Linked DNA regions of Mus musculus: all the other regions are linked to region 1. The links are chromatin contacts, called in public Hi-C and promoter capture Hi-C maps. All regions are on one chromosome and are shown on one strand. Each heading gives the region's core, a stretch centred on a gene start, on an enhancer-like site or on the middle of the called end of the contact. The rest is flanking DNA. Distances are from core to core; before and after follow the strand shown.

Evidence for each region. Hi-C and Micro-C count contacts between places; a contact is called where the count stands out from the background. Capture Hi-C pulls out chosen DNA fragments and counts their contacts.
Region 2: a contact with region 1 is called in a promoter capture Hi-C map of pancreatic islet. The contact joins the promoter of Hp1bp3 here to the promoter of Mul1 in region 1. A contact is called at or near these places in 4 of 39 promoter capture datasets (the 3T3-L1 cell line, embryonic stem cells, hippocampal neurons and 1 more), 1 of 15 datasets of contacts at CTCF or cohesin (the NIH/3T3 cell line), 3 of 484 Hi-C or Micro-C datasets (CD4 T cells, effector CD8 T cells and erythroblasts), 5 of 115 datasets of contacts at active chromatin or transcription factors (bone marrow-derived macrophages, intestinal villus epithelium, large pre-B cells and 2 more) and 2 of 9 other capture datasets (adipose tissue and pancreatic islet).
Region 3: a Hi-C map of cortical neurons shows a contact between it and region 1, with 2.6 times the contacts expected there. The contact joins the promoter of Sh2d5 here to the promoter of Mul1 in region 1. A contact is called at or near these places in 9 of 39 promoter capture datasets (the 3T3-L1 cell line, 3T3-L1-derived adipocytes, embryonic stem cells and 5 more), 5 of 484 Hi-C or Micro-C datasets (cerebral cortex, cortical neurons, embryonic stem cells and 1 more), 3 of 115 datasets of contacts at active chromatin or transcription factors (bone marrow-derived macrophages, embryonic forebrain and embryonic stem cells) and 2 of 9 other capture datasets (adipose tissue and pancreatic islet).

What each region holds. Positions count from the first base shown.
Region 1 is chr4:138,432,836-138,436,271 of GRCm38.p6, forward strand. It overlaps Mul1 (mitochondrial ubiquitin ligase activator of NFKB 1), which reads left to right and starts at 1,837. Exons shown (of 4, transcript NM_026689.3): 1 at 1,837-2,044. The coding sequence starts at 1,925.
Region 2 is chr4:138,214,986-138,218,421 of GRCm38.p6, forward strand. It overlaps Hp1bp3 (heterochromatin protein 1, binding protein 3), which reads left to right and starts at 1,627. Exons shown (of 13, transcript NM_010470.3): 1 at 1,627-1,755.
Region 3 is chr4:138,248,502-138,251,937 of GRCm38.p6, forward strand. It overlaps Sh2d5 (SH2 domain containing 5), which reads left to right and starts at 1,910. Exons shown (of 10, transcript NM_001099631.1): 1 at 1,910-2,007.

The DNA.
Region 1 (3,436 bases), core at 587-3,086:
TTTCTGGTGAAATTCCTAGAAAATCGCAGGTTTACTGCTGGGAAGGGAGGAAGGCCTTGGGCAATTATTAATTTTGCTGGAATTATATTTTACATTTATTTATTTGTTGTGCACATGTTGGCAATATACACGCCATAGCCTGTGAGCGGAGATCAGAGGACCGTGTTTGACAGTCGGTTCTCCTTCCATCCCGTGGGTCCCAGGGACTGAACTCAGGTTGGACAGCAAGCGCAGAGCTTTACCGGCTAGCTGTCTTAGCACCCTTATGCTGGAATTCTTCTCTGGCAAGAGCCTTTGACCAAATTGCTGAGAAACGTGCTTCTTTTTCCTGTCCCAACGTTTTTCCTGCCTCAACAAACGTTTCAAATTTTATTCAACCAACTGACTATTGGAATTAGATCATTTTTATTCTTTTGTTATTTAAAAAGCACTCCAATGAATATCATTAGGTCTATTTTGAGGAATTTAAAGGATAACCTATAGGACACTGCAAGGAGAACCCAGGCTTTGCAGGCAGATGTGCTGGCTAAGACTTGCGGCGACTCTGATGTCTGAGAGGAGTTGGACGAGTTCTCCAAAGGTCACCTGGGTTGAAGCCCATTATCATTTTTAGTTAAAGGTCTGAGTGTATTTATATTCTCCCCACCACTTGTTTTTTTGAGACAAGGCTTCTCTGTGTAGTCCCAACTGTACTAGAACTCGTTCTGTAGACCAGGCTGGCCTTGAACTCAGAGGTCTGCCTTCCTCTGCTTCCTGAGTGCTGGACTGTGTGTATTTCTTAACCGAAGCCTCAGTTTCCTCTCCTGAAACTCTACTGTGGCAGTGGTTGAATGCATCAAATGCTGGTCTGGAGTGACTGGGACGGAGCTAAGTGGAAGAACACTTGAAACCCTGGGTTTGGTCCCTAGATAGTGGAGTGAAACACAGGCCAGGCCTAAGAAATACGAACTACAGTACAAGGCATATAATAGTCACTCAATAAAAATATTTGCTGTTATTATTAAATAAGCAGTATGCTGTTTTGGGGGTGGCGTGGCAGTAGATTAAGAGCTATTTTCGCGATTCAACTGGTGTAGAATCAATTCAACTGGTGTAGTGGTTGAGGGCTTTGAAGCTGGACTAATTTTTCTCCAGCTCTCCTTTGCAGTATGGCTCCGACCATGTTCTCCATCCCCTCTGGCCCCAGTTTCTTTTTTCTTCTTCTTTCTTCTCTTCTTCTTCTTCCTCTTCCTCCTTCTTCTTCTTTTTTGGTTTTTCGAGACAGGGTTTCTCTGTATTGTCCTGGAACTTACTTTGTAGACCAGGCTGGCCTCGAACTCAGAAATCCGCCTGCCTCTGCCTCCCAAGTGCTGGGATTAAAGGTGTGCGTCACCACGCCGGGCTAGTTTCTTCATCTTTAAAAGCCAGGTTTCAAGGTTCTCCGATAGCTTAAAGCCTAACACTTCTTGGTGCTGAACACGCGTTTTACTCAGCTCCCCATCTGACGGCGGCGACATCAAATAATCCAGCAAGGGCTGGAGAAACAGACCAGTGAGTAAAGGTGCTTTGCCACCATGGCTAAGAACTTGAGTTCCATCCCAAGGACCCATAAAGTAGGAGAAACCGGGACGCTCAGATCGAGTCCTGCCCTCTATAGGTGCACCAAGGCACGCTCTCATAGGATAAATTAGATGTCATTTAACAATAACGGAGCAAGAACGTCTAGAAACCCGGAGGGAGAGCTCCCACGTGACCACAGCCAGCCCCACCGGTTTCCCAGGAGGCCGCAGTAACGTCGCAACCACCTAGGCAACGTCTTTGCTCCACCCCCGTCCTCCACTTCCGGTTTTTACGTCATCGACGGGCGACGGGTTCCGGGAAGGGCTGCGCGGCTGCGTAGGGGTCGCAGGTGATTTCGAGGCGGCTGGTGCGGCTTGGGGTCGCCATGGAGAGCGGTTCGCGACCGTCGCTCGGCCAGGTCATCCTGCTGGGCACCAGTTCGATGGTCACCGCCGTACTGTACTCCATATACCGGCAGAAGGCCCAGGTCGCGCAGGAACTCAAGGTCAGTGCGGGGGGTGGGGTGGGCAGCCCGGTCTCACTGGCAGCTCGCGCCGGGGCGCACCGGGGAGCCACAGGGCCCCAGACGACGCGCAGCCAGAGGGGATCCCGGGCACCTGCTGCAGCGAGGCTGCCCCCCCCCAGTGACCCTCAGTGTCACTGGACGTTATTGCAGTGCTGTAAAACTGTTTCTCGAAAACCTGCTGGGCACCAGGTAGTGAGAAAAACAGGCCATTGTCCTGGTGCACAGTGCATTCTAGGTCAACCACACGCCTACACGTAATTGGATCGTGTGATAGGGCGAGAATCGGGTTGGAGTAGGGCAGAGAAAAGCGGAAAGATAGGGAAACGGAGAGTTCCGTTCCTTTTGCTATAGTAAAATATCTGACAGAAAGCAGCTTAGGAGAGGGAGAAGGGTTATTTCGTTTGTAGTTTCAGGTTACCATTCATCATCGCGGGGAAGTCCAGGCCAGGAACTTGAGTCAGCTGCAAATCACGTCTGAGTCGAGAGAAACAACTATTAAACAGTCCAGAGCCCAGACCTAGAGAATGGTGTCAGTCACAACACAACAGCGAGTTTCCCCCCTTCAGTTAGAGCTATCAGGACAGTGTCTAAACAGCTATGCCTACACAGGCTGACTCAATATAGACAGTTCCTTGTTGAGACACTCTTTCCAAGTGATTCTAGATTATGGCCATTGACAGGGGGGCGTCGCCATTTTAAACAAGGTGATACTTGGGTCGGAGATGGAGGATGTGAAGATATGTAAGGCAGGGGTGATTCCAACGTGAAGAACAGCAAACTTAGAGGCTCATTTGGAGAACAGAGAACTTAAAGGCTCATCTATTTAACCGCTCCGCTCCAGGTTTCTACAGTCATTTCTTTGTATATTATAGTTACTTTAAAACTACATTCTCATTTGAGGGTTGCACTTAACAGCTCAGACGGCACATTTCCGTCTCTGTTTTATTTTTGTCTCCAGTCCCAGGTGATCTTTTGGCCTCTATTGGGTACCAGGCATGTATGTGATACACAGACATGCATGCAGGCAAAACCACCCATATAATAAAAAGTAATAAGGTAAAGATGTGAAAGGCCCTTGCTTTTGTGTTAGGACCCAGAGATAAAGCTGGGGTGGAGCGGAGCCCCCAGGGGTCTTCGCCCTCACTGGCTTGTCGCTGTTAATTTAGCTTTTGTAGTTGGCTTGTTGAGGACTGGTGGCTGAGGCTGGCTCTTATGGGTACCGTGGCACAGCTCTGCCTGGAACTCCAGCAACACGACACTTTTTGTCCTCCTTTCTTAGTTGACCGCCTTGCTCTGTGGCACCTGTCAAGCTGACGAACCTTGAAAGGGCGGGGGGATCATCTTCATCTCTCGGTTCTTACCTCAGCGTGT
Region 2 (3,436 bases), core at 377-2,876, 220 kb before region 1:
TGGGGAGGGGAGTTGGAAGGCAGAGAAAGAGGGGGGGGCAGGTTATGACCATGTGGAGAGGGAGGGGCAAGGGGTGAGAGGTCAGAGCAAGAGCAAGAGATCGAGGAGGGGGCAAAGAAGCGCCTTTTTTAGTGAGTTAGACACACCTGGCTATTGCCAGGTAACTGTGGGACATAGCCTAGATGAAATGTCAACAGGCAAAACTACATAGAGAGATCCTGTCTCAAACAAGGACACACACCAAATGTAGCAAGTTCCCAATTATGCCAATACATAAAAGTGGGATGGGGACAGGTGTCTCCGTGGCTGAGGTCCCTTGCTCTTGTAGAGGATCTCGGTTTGGTTCCCAGCACCCACATCAGACAGCTTACAACCTACTAACTCAATTCCCAGGAGTGCAGACAATCCTTAGACATCTGCACACACCCGGAACACATACAAACAGGTACACACACATATAAAAAATTAAAAGATGGTTTTAAAACAGAATTCTTCAAAAAGACCAAAATCCCTTTTTAATATTTAATTTTTTTTTCATATGACATACTTGATCAGGTCCCCTCCTCTCCAAATCCTCTCAGATCCTCCCCATAAATCCCTTTGAAGAGATTGCCCATGATCCCAGTGTTCAGGGGAATGGGTGATGTCACTAGTACAGACGCTCACCAGGGAGGAATTTTTGGTGGGGTGATTTATTTAATCTTCTTAGAACCCTTGGAGTTTCAGCCACTCTGGCAGGTGGAGAGGACTGAAAGTGTGTCTAATTGGTTTCCGTAATAAGCGCTTTGATTGACCTGCAGTTGCGGTGCCATGCATGTACCAGGCCGATACCCACAAGACTCCGGCTACTTGAGGTACATTGAATTTTTCCAAAGTGGCTTTGAAGAACTACACCTGCAATCCTTCATTTCCTTTTCCTTCTTTACACAGGCTCTCGTGCATTCCAAGCTGGCCTCAGGTTGGTTACCTACCCAAAATGGCCTTGAAATTTCGATCCTCTTGATGCCACCTATTGAGTCTGCGTCATCACACTGGGCTCTAGGTGCTGGCGATGGCACCCAGGGCTTTCTTCAGACTAGACACATACTAACAACTAAACTACTTCTTCAGCCCCAAGAACTACAATTTTCAAAGGCGGTGGTGTGCACATTACATGAATAGGCAGATCTCAACGTAAAGTGCCAAATAAAAGGCGACTCCCTTCTAATTCCGTGGTTTCTTTTGGGTGCTGGGGGTGGGGAAGCTGTCTGTGCATGCAAATCAAGAAGCTGGGGGCAGCCCGGCTCACGCATCTTCCAGGCCGTGTATGACCAGTCCTTGCTCACTACACTGCCAATTCCCTGTGGACTCAGGAAGTGGCTGTTGTTGTCTAGCACCGTCTTCCAGGGCTAAAGGGAGGCTGGAACCCCAAACCCGAAGGACTCGGGGTCGGAGACAGAGACTGCGCCGAGCACGCAGGACGCAGCCAGGAAGCTAGCGCTCCCAGCCACGCTCTGCCTCCCGTCGTCCGCCGTTCCCCCCCACCTCCCCCACGAGCGCCCTGTCGCGCCCCTGCGCGCCCGCCCGGGGACCCACTTGGCGGGCGCGCGCGGGGGCGGGGCCGGCGCGGGGGCGCGCGCGTGAGGCCGCGGGCAGGGGGGCGGGGCGGCAGAGCTCGGTGCCCGGCCTGGAGGACAGCGGTGTCGCGAGTCGGCGATCGGTGGTCCGCGGCAACGCCGAGAGGCCGTACGGGAACGCGGGCGCCGGAGCTCAGAGGTAACGCGGGATGGACCCGGACCCGGCGCGCAGGGAGTGGGCGCGAGCTCCGTGCGCGAGTGAGTAGCGGAGGGCCACCGGCCTGGGCGCTGACGCCGCTGCCCGGGCGCAAGAGGCGGGACGCGGGCACCGAAGGCCGGCGGCTTTTGTCCGTCCGCCGCGGCCGCTGCGCCCTCTCGCGTCGCGCCCGCCACCCGGCCCCTGCCCCTGGCGCGCGGGCCACTCGGGCCCCGCGGCGCGCGCTCCCGCCCTTGTTTTGTTTGGACTTGGGGAGGAGGGGCAGCTCTTCTCGGGTCGGGCCCACCCCCCCTCCGTGCTTGTCTCAGTGCGCATGCTCCGGCGTGCGCCGCGGAGCCCTATTGGCTGCGGGCTTGCGCATGCTCCGAGGCCTGTGGCCCGACTTCCGCCGCGCCCTCCTCCCCTCGGCCTACTGTCAACTTGTCTTCAAGCCCGGTTCGAAAGATGCCGGCACTAGTGAGTGGCTGCGGCGGGCCCGCCCTCCCGGCTTCTCCGCCCCCGCCGCCGCCGTGGCCGCCATTACGGAGTCCCCAGTGGTGAGTGTGCAGAGCTGAGGCCACGCCGGTCGCCGCTGGTCGCCGCCGGGTCCCCGCAGCCAGGAGCGCGGCGTGGTCTCTGCGCGGTACCTCCGCCGCCGCCCTCAGCAGTCCCGCGCCCATCTTACTCCCCACTCCCGCTAGCCCTGCGCTGTCACCGCCACGGCTCTCTGTCGCGCAGCCGCTCGCTCCCGCCTTTGTCTTCGCTGCTCCTCCGGGCGATGCTCAGCCTCTGGGCGCTGTCGCTTCGCTGCTGTCGCCGCCGCCGCTACCCCGACGGCCTTGCGCTTCTGTGTCCCCCGCGAGCCTACACCTCCCCCGGCCTCCGCCGCGCTCCCCAGGCCGGCGCAGGATTGTCAGTGGCAGCCGTCTTAAGCCTAGGCCCGAGTCGATCCAGACTTAAGCAGGCAGTTTTCCTTAACGCCCTTGAGCTAAACCCTCCTTCACAGCCAGAAGTGCTCATGACTTCTCCCCCAGGCTGCTTTACTGCCCTTCTCCGACTGCCCGTTGCTTTGGAGAACGAGTCTTATTAGACCTGGACCTCATACGCAAGCATCTTAGACGTGAAATGTGTCTAGAGAGTCATTCTGCATTTGATCTTAGCCAGAAGGGCCTAGAAGCTATTAGGAAATCGTTTGAAGTTTTTAATTTTTATTTTATCTTCAATTTTATCTTCAGCATAGGCCATATAAGGCTGCCACGAGCTTTCAGTTTCAGAGTGATTTGTTCAAAGCTGCTCTCAAATTTTGTTTTTGAGGTGGTCTCCCTAATGCTTCCTTGGGACTCTGTGCTCCTCCTGCCTCAGCCTCCTGTGTGTGAGTGCAGGGGGTGCTACTGTGAACTGACACCGGAGAGTACACATGTAGTAGGGTTAAGATTGAGGTTCTTAGCCCTAGCTTTCATACTTACTTAGGAGGTGGACCCCTGGACGCTGACTAGGAAGTTACTGAGGCCTGTGCAGATGCAAGTCTAAACTGGAGCCCTGTGGAGCTGTGTGTTTGATCGGCCTCTATCCCTGGCCGTGATAGATATCACTACATGCTACTTAATGAAATGGGAAAGTCGCTAGCAATCACGATGTTTTATCTGAGTGAGGAAAAGCCTGGGAGCTGTGTGAGGGATTTACT
Region 3 (3,436 bases), core at 660-3,159, 180 kb before region 1:
CTTTAATCCCAGCACTCAGGAGGCAGAGGCAGGCAGATTTCTGAGTTTGAGGCCAGCCTGGTCTACAGAATGAGTTCCAGGACAGCCAGGGCTATACAGAGAAACCCTGTCTCGAAAAAAACAAAAAACAAAAACAAGTCATATTCATTTTGGGGGCTGGAGAGATGGCTCAGCCACTAAGAGCATTTGTTGCTCATGCAGAGAACCTGGGCTGTGTTTTTAGCACCCGTGTGACAGCTAATACCCATCTGTAATTCTAATTCCAGAGGTTTGTCCCCCCACCCCCACCTTCTGTTCTCTGAGGGATTCAGGCACAAATGCGATATATATGCACACATGCAGGCAAAACACTTATAAATCTGAGTAGAGAAGTGTCTCACGTGGTTAAGAGTACTGGTTGCCCTTCCGGAGGACCTAGGCTCCATTCCTAGCATTTGTATGACAGCTCACAACTCTCATAACTGCAGTTTCAGAGGACCTGACTCCTTGTGGCTTGCAATGGTACCAGGTATGCATGTGGTGCACAGATATAAAAGCAGGCAAAACACACATACAGATAAAAATTAATAAAATGAAAGAAAAAAAAAGGAATGGATCATACTCACAATCAAAAAGAAATCTAAATTTATAAAATTGTAAAATTTTATTCTATAAAAAGTGCATTTTATTTAAAAATAAAATAAACTAAGATGAAGTAAGGAGCTTTAAATATTTCTTTTTAAGAGTTAGGAGGGAGCCTTTTCGTTTTTATGTATCCTGAGTTGCCCGTTTGGTGAACTGAGCTTGCCCCCCCCCTCCCCCCCGTTGCTCCTTCACTGTCCAGGCCTGGAGACTGTTAGGGAGATTCCTTACCATTCTGCACAGGGGAATTGCCAAAGGTCACAGACAAAAGAAATTCAAAATAGCATCGGTATTTACTGACCCTTCACTTACCAGGTCAGTGTCCCTGTCAGGCCTTCCAGTTCTCACCTGGCTGAGTCAGGGGTGGTAATGGCTATGGGAGAGGCCCTGGAGGATTAACATGATTAAAGTGTTAATCTAAGTCCCACTGGGGAGAGAGAAGTGCCTGGTTGTGGGCAACAATCACACCTTATTGTTGCCTCTGGAAAGGTGTTAGGAGCTCTGCAGAGACAAGGGATGCCCAGAGCCGTGCCCTGCGCACTCTGCACTGCACCTGGGAACTCCCCTGAGGCTGCAGATTCAGGTCCACCTTCTCGCGGGCTCTGTCATCTGTCTTGGTGTCCCTCCCTGGGTCTGAACCCTTATGTCCTGGATTTCTGCGGTGTGCCACACGGGCAGTTTCTGATGCGTTCTCTCTGCAGATTTCGGGTTTAATACACACCACGCGCTTGCCTGGCTCGGATTTGCGATTTATTTGGGCCACCTACTGCGCTCCTCACCTAATGGGATCAGAAGAGCTCGCCCTCTCGGCTCTGTGCGCGCGCTGGCTAAATTCACTCACCATTTCCCCATCTAAGTGGATTTCCGTGAGGCCGGAAGGACAAGAGTCACCACTCCTGCTGGACCCCAGCTGAGCGGTCCAATCAATCTCCACCCAGTAAGTGGATTCATGCCACCAAGTCCTCTGCCATTTGCGTGTGAAGGGGTGGGTCTGCAAGGTCATTGAGCGACCGTGCAGACCTAGTGGAGTAGCTAGGTCTGCCCCGAGGAGCAGACGAGTAGCGAGGCCCTGAGCTCACCGAGTCTGGACAGCTTCGTGGAGGAAGAGCGACAAGGAGGAGCCAACCCAGGTCGCAGCGTGGGCGGAGCCAGGTACCCTCGCAGCCTCTGATTGGGCGGCACGGCGGAGCGGAGCGGCTCCGATTGGCTGGTGAGGCCGGCGCCGCGGCCAGGTGATGCCCAAGGGGTCGGATCCCAGGGCCACGTGGGGGGCGCGCGGCGCGGGGGCGGGGGCGTGTGCGGGGGTGGGGCGGGCCCCGCGCTGGGTAGGAGCAGAAGCTGCGGGAAACGGAGCTGTGAGACCTGCCAGGAGGCGCGGTAGCGGTGGTGAGTGCTCCTGGGAACCCTCCGGGGGCTGGGCCGAAGCCGGGAGGGTCTTCCCAGAGCGAGCCGCACCCCCACTTCCCTCCGCCGGCAGTTGCCATCACCTCAGTCCCCGTCACCATACCTCCCTTTCTGGCGCCGGGGCACCTGTGCCCCTCCGAGAACCTAGCGCTGCGTGGGGATGGTGACGCTTGCGAGATCGCTGTCTGCGCTCGCACGCGCTCCGCACCTCCGCTCGCGATCCTTTCCGCGTCTTCCCTATCCAGCCTTGTGTACTCCCCGCGACCAGATAGATTTCGGGAAGAACAGAGGCTGATGAACAGACCCAGGAGGTGGCTGCCTTCGCGGTCCCCTTCACAACTGAGGAACTGGAAGCTGGCAGGCCAAGGTCACATCAGCCAAACCTGCTGAACCCCAGTCCAGTCCCTTGTTGCGCGGGTCCAGGGCCTGTGGAGATGGTAGCAGAAGTGTGCTGGGCTGGGAGCCCAGCCTTTCTAAACAGTTCCATACCTAGCGCCTGAGTTGTTGCAGCTATGAGGCTACTACTGGCTACTTCTGCACAGATACAGACCCAGTGTATACCAAGGATGGATGCCTGCTTGGGGGCCCCATAGACTGTAAGCAGAAGGGTACTGCCTAGCCTCGGCAGAGAGTCCTGGGTTTGCCAGCTCTCCATCCTGTGATGTGTGCCTTTAGTCCAGTAGCTGGGGTCTGCAGGCTTGGGAGTCTCCCAAGTACCCTGAATGGATAGATTGTTGAGTTTTATGGTGCACAGGGCCCTGTGATTGGACGTGAAGTATAGAGTTAACATAGCCAGTCTCCTGCTCCTAAGGAGAACACCCCCCCCCGCCCTCTGGAAAATAGAAGCCCGTATGTGCCTCTGTAGGTATGACCTGGCCGCAGCAGACAAACCCCTGTGGGAAACTTTTTTTTTGGTTCAAAGAGATGAGTTGGGTGTGTGGTCGTTTTCAGGGTTTCAATGAACCCTGGTGACCTCCTTGGTCTAAGGCAGGATCAGACTGGAAGAGGGGCACACAGTTCCTGTTTCTGGGGAGGCTAAATATAAGGAGGCTGGGGACGACGGCCAGGTGCTTGGAGGATGCTGTCCACCCGCCTTCTCTCCCCCCCCCCCCCCCCCCGCTTCTATATGCCCCTTTCCCCCACAGAGGACTGGGCAAGCTGGTGTCTGTGTGTGTGTGAGTGTGAGCTTTGCTGACCCTTGGCTCTTTACCCTGTGCTTGCCAGGCGCAGGCAGGGGTGTGAAGGGCTCTCGTCAGCTCTCTTTGTCTCTTTCGTGATTGCTTTTCTTTTCATTCGTTCCATCCCGCTTCCTTACGGGTCTCATTGCCGGCTATGAGTCTTGTGGTCTCTGCTTCCTTGTTCTCTTCTGCCTGCCTTGGTGATTAGAAAGTGAAGAAGCACTTCACTGCCT